2 separate regions of the Mus musculus genome follow, and region 2 is linked to region 1. The links are chromatin contacts, called in public Hi-C maps. All regions are on one chromosome and are shown on one strand. The core of a region is the stretch at or near the end of the contact, and the rest is flanking DNA. Distances in the headings are between cores, read along the strand shown.

The links. Hi-C and Micro-C count contacts between places; a contact is called where the count stands out from the background.
Region 2: a contact with region 1 is called in a Hi-C map of CD8 T cells, with 11 times the contacts expected there. The contact joins the promoter of Axin2 here to the promoter of Tlk2 in region 1.

Annotation. Positions count from the first base shown.
Region 1 is chr11:105,180,108-105,182,807 of GRCm38.p6, reverse strand. It overlaps Tlk2 (tousled-like kinase 2 (Arabidopsis)), which reads right to left and starts at 1,281. Exons shown (of 22, transcript NM_001112705.2): 1 at 757-1,281. 1700052K11Rik (RIKEN cDNA 1700052K11 gene) reads left to right here and starts at 1,375. Exons shown (of 1, transcript NR_027956.1): 1 at 1,375-2,700.
Region 2 is chr11:108,919,008-108,921,707 of GRCm38.p6, reverse strand. Axin2 (axin 2) reads right to left here and starts at 1,359. Exons shown (of 11, transcript NM_015732.4): 1 at 1,147-1,359.

The DNA of each region.
Region 1 (2,700 bases), core at 32-2,531:
GAAAAGGTGACGAATTCAAGTTTCACTCACACACACAAGTAAGGAATTAGGAAACTGTTAGAATGGTAGAAAGGCATCTTAAAAAAAAAAAAAAAAGACTGAGAAGAAAACCGAGTTTTCCCTAAGTAGGTAGGTGGCCTTGCTCACTACTTGTCCTGCCCTAATAATCGAGGTCGGAAAGGCAGAGGTTACAATGCAGTCTCTCCCCAATCCCAAGGTCTCTGGAAACATTTCCCAACCCTCCATCCCCAGGCCTGGCCCAGAAAATGAGGCCCTAGCAGTTACCCCATTTAATGTCAACTCATGATCAGAAAATACCCACCCCATCTCTTTCCAGAGGGGCTTTGGACCGGGATCCTCCCAATGGCCCCAAGCCGGGAAGCAGGACCGATGGGGCCTGGTCCCGGCGCCCCTCGCCGGCTCCAAACTTTCCCCAACTCCGGGCCCACCTGTCACGGACGGAGCGAGGGACAGCTCTCGGGGGCGCCCCGTAGGCTGCCGAGGCCTCCAGCTCCCCGGAGTCGCCTCTCCCGGCAGGCCGACCGCCACACTCCCAGGCCTGGGCCTGGTCCATCTTCGGCCCGGCCCCTCGGCGACCCCGCAGCCCTCGGGGAGCACCTCCCGCCTCGGCGCCCAGGAGCTGCGGCACGACGCCGGCCCGGGTCGCAGCCTCCTCGGGCCCTGGAGTGGGGCCCCCGGGACGGTTAATACCCCAGGCCCCGGCGCCCTTCCACGTCCAGGGGCTGAGCTTCTCACCTGCCGCCGCTGCCGCTCCACTCTCCTCTCGGGAGGGGCCCCGACCCGACCCGGCTGCTGACCGCTCCGCTCTCCCCCTGGGCAGGCCCGGGGCGGAGCCGGGGCCTCTCCTGAGCGCCGCAACCCCCCGCCCGGGCAGCCGCCGGCGGCGCCGGGCTCCACGACAGGGCGGGCGGGGGAGGGGGGCCACGGAGGCCGCAGATCCCCGAGCTCGCGTACGGAGCCAGGCGGCTGACGCGGGCCCGGGCCCGGGCGGCCGCCGGGGGGCGCGGGGCCGGCCTCCTGGCGCCGGACAAAGGCCAAGGGAGGCGCAGAAGGGTCTGGGTCGGGCCGAGAAGTGGGGGCCCGCTCGGCTGGGGGCCACTCGGGTGCGGCGCGGAGGGCGGGATGGGGGGGGGGTCGGAACCGCTAGTGCCCAGGACCCGCCTCCGGCCCCTTAATCCGGATCGGTTCGGTCCGGATTAGTAGTGATCGGTGTAAACACACTAGTGAAACCGCGTGTTTCCTCGCGAGATTTGCACGGCTGGGAGGCACGGGGGGGGGGTGTTCCTGGGGTGGGGGGGAGGTAGTGCCGGCCGTGGGGGAGGGGACGGGAAAGGTGTTGGGGGGAGGGTCGCTGCTGCCCCCGGAGCTCCGCCTCCTCCAATCAGCGGCCGCGCTGGCGGGCAGGGGTTAACCAGGGGACCCCGCACCGGCGGAACAGGCCGCGCCTGACAGGGCTGCTGAGGGCGGGCGGCTGGCGGCGCTTGCGGCCCCGCCTGCGACGTGAGGGGTGGTTGGTCGGCTCGGGGGCGCCGGGTAAGCGGCCGGGGCCGGAGCCTCGGGAGCCCGCCTTTGTGGAGACAGAGTCGGAGGCCGACGGTTGGGCTGCGCCTCAGGCCGCGGAGCAGCGTCGGAGCGGCGACCCGGCGGGACTGCCGCGCTCGCCCTGCCTCTCATCTACACACATTTTTTGGGGTGAGGAAAGAGGTTGCTCTGCCCAGCGATGGATCCGAGGAGAGAGCCCGGGAGCGGGGCAAGGGGTGTCACTGAGTTCGCGGTGCCCACCCGATGTCCGCCAGCCGGCCATCCCCCGCAGCCATGGTCCACGTCCCCAGACCCCACGCCACGCCACGCCACGCCACAGGCACGGAAAGCCGGCCGGCGGCTCTCGCCTTCCACGTACCTGACTGGCCTGGCGTCTCCAGGGACAAAGGTGTCCTGGGATCACAGCCGAGCCCTCACCAGCATGCCCCCCTCCAGAGCGGAGGTCGCTACCCGCCCCCCGGGGAACTCTCTCAAAGCACCTAGGGGGAGGTTCCATCTTAACCTCCGGTGACAAGATGGCCCTCCTGGGGTGCTGGGGGCCTGCTCTTCAGAGTGTCTGCTGAGAGGGTGAGCGCCTGCGACAGGAGGGCTTTCCTGCATGGGAAAGGGTTCCACCTCTGACCCCAGCGCCAAAGGGGGAAAAAGTCACTTTCTTCACCTAGTTTCACGAGCCAAGACACGGACTTCAAAGTAACGACTCAGCTTTTTGTTTTCTTCTGATGCTTCCTTGACCAGATGTCTGAACGTGTCTGAAGGACTACAAGGGAATCACAAGAGAAACATTCAAGCTTTTACACAGCCGGCTTGAACTTTTCCAGGCGTTGGCAAGTACTCCAAAGTAGAATTCTGTTATTATTAATTTTTCCACATATTGACTGGACAGAGACCTGCCAAATGGGCAAAGGATGATAATTCCTTTTTGTACATTCTCCATCCTTCAGAACTCAAGTAGAAAAACTCAAATTGGGAGTCATCTTCCAGATCCCAGGCTGCTTGGAAAGATGAACGTTTTGAAGGGAAGAGGGGAAGAGCAAGTCAGGAGCAAAGGGTAGGGAAAGGGGGCAAGGAGGAGCCCCCAGAATGCAGTCAGTCTCAAGCATGAAAATGATGAACAAAAGGAGTGCACTGTGGCTCCTC
Region 2 (2,700 bases), core at 110-2,609, 3.7 Mb before region 1:
CTGGGCTCTGGCCGGTTCTACCCTCAGACTGAGCCTTCACCAGCGCTCCCGGCACCTAAGCGCGGACCCGCGGATGGGAGGGGGAGACTAGTGGGGAAAGAAGTGGGAGGGGGCGGTGGAAGGGCGGGGAGGGCAAGCGGGGGGCGCCGCCACCCTTTCATCCCACCTTCCAAAAGCACTCGCATGAACACGCACACCCCAACTCATCCACACCCACGGCGACTCGACCCCCGAGGGCGAGCTGCCCGTCTCCGCCTCCGTCCCCAACGCCACTTGGAGAAGTCTCCCTGACCGGCCCCCCGCCACCCCGGACCCCGCGCAGGGGAGGGGACTCCAGCTCACCGCGCGCAGGGCCGCCCGGCCAAACCCCCCGGAGCGCTGGGCGCCGAGCCCGCCGCTTCCCCTCCGCGCGGGCCCGGAGCGCGCCCCGAAATAGCCGGCCTGCCAACTTCAAAGCGCCGCCCCGCACATCAAAGCGCGCCGGCCGCCGGACCGCCGCGGCCTCGGCACTCACCATTGATCCGCTGGCGCACTCCTTGCGGAGACCTCGCAGGCGCCGCGGGCAGAGCCCCTGCCCGGGTCCCCCGCTGGACTCGCAGAGGCTGCCCCGGGGCCCCCCCGGGCCCGCCCGGGCGTGGGGAACATGAGGAGTCTCGCGGAGGCGGAGGAGGGGGTGCACGGAAAACAACGATCCCGAGGTCTGCGCCGGGTTTTTTTTGGGGGGGGGGATCGTGCGCCCCGCTGCCCCTTTTATGCAAAAGATCCGAGTGGGCCTCCGCCCCCACCGCGGCCGCCCCCGGCCCCCGCCCGGCCGGCTTTCAACCCAGGTCCTGTTTCCAGCAGTCACTAGGCGCACCAAATGTCCTCCGGGCGCTTCCAACAAAAACTGCGCTGTGGATTTAACTGTGCACTTCAAAGGCGCGAGCCGAGCGCACGGTCCTGGAAGGGAGGTATGCGAGCCGCACCCGGGCCAGCCCAGCGCGCTCCAGCGCCCCTTTTGGGGGGCCGTGCAATCCGCACCCCTCTACTACCCCGGCCTGCTCCCGGTCGCCCCCTCCCGCGGCCCCGCGCCCCGCTGCCAACCGCCCCCGGCCGCACGGAGCTTTCTTAGAAACGGCTGCGACGGGACCGAGCCTCCGACCCCACCTTTTACAGCAAAGCTCTCCTTTGGGGAGGCGGACGCCTCGGCCTCCGGGTGGCCCCGAAATCCATCGCGAACGGCTGCTTATTTTTATTTCCCGGTTCTTGGGCTGTTACTGAGTTGCCAGGACCTTATCAAAGCGCAGCCGGCTCCAGCCGACTCCCCCGGGCCGGGCTCGGGGAGCCAGTGATCCCGCCGCGCCAATCACAGAGGCGCTCGGCCGGCCCGCGCGCCGCCCGCCTTAAAGGGACAGCGCGCGCCCGCTCTGCCCCGCCCCGGCCCGGCCCCCGTGGCACACTCAGCTCCCGCGTTAACCCTTCCTTGGCCCTCGTCTGCCCCCCGCCGGCTGCTGGCGGCCCCGGGGTGTTCTCGGCCGGAGTTCTGATTGATTTCATGTTTCAAGTTCTCCAGCCTCTGCTCATGTCTCCTCCCCCTGCCTACCTAGCGCTCTCCAGCTCTAGAATGCCAGTTTCTCTCTGGCCATTGCAAGAACTGCAATAAAGCACCCGCCCCCCCCCCGCCCCCCTCCATCAAATCAAACACGTTCCTACCTTTTTTCAAATTTCCCTGGGAATTTGGAGAGCCTTCTGGTAGGAGCTAGATCCGCTGGCCAATTCTTAGGGCGTACTCTGACTCAGAAGGCATGATGTGTGTGTATGTGTGTGTGTGTGTGTGTGTGTGTGTGTGTGTGTGTGTGTGCACTTGTGCTCCAGTATCTATTTGCACTAATATAGAAATAGTTTGTGGACAGTTGTGTTTGGATGAAGATGGGCGGTTGTGAATTTGTCTCCACAGTGGAATCAAGGTGCGCACCTCAGTTCCCCAATATTGCAACCTTACACATCAGTCAGCACCTTCCTTGCACACTCATGGACCTCTTTCCCCAACAAATCCGTGCCCACCACACTCTCCCAAAGGGCTGCCACCATCCCATATGTTACTTATTAAACAGCCGTGGAATGCCTCCCACACATACGCGGTGTTAAAGTATTAAAAATTCACCCCACTGTCACCTTCGAATTCCTTTCCACATTCTCCCCAAAATATTTATAAGGCACGGGCCTTAAAAAAATATGCCATAAGTTCAGAACACTTATTCATTCATCTGTTGTTGTAGAGCATTTCCCCGTGGATGAGCTGATAAACTTGCGGGGGGGGGGGGGGGGGGGGAATGGAAGTGAGTAGGTAGCCTGATAGAGTTCTTACTTCACAAACGCTCAGTTCCGCCCCAACCCCTGCACCACATAAGCCAGAGTTGGTGACACATGGCTGCCACCCCAAGGTAGAGCCAATCAATAGAATGAGAATTCCAAGACCAACTTAGTAAAATGGAAGCCAGCCTGGGCTACCTAAGGCTCAATCTCTCAGAGACAAAGCAGTAACACAACAGCAGCAACAAAATATCAACAGCGGAGCCCAGGGCAAAGTAATCCAAAGAGAGGAAAGCCGAGAGAAGCAAGGGCCTGGCCTTCTGAAGGGAGGGCGAACATTCCGCTTTGGAGACTTTGAAACAGGTAAGAAACATGGCTGTCCAAAGAGGGAAAAGTGTCCCCCATGTT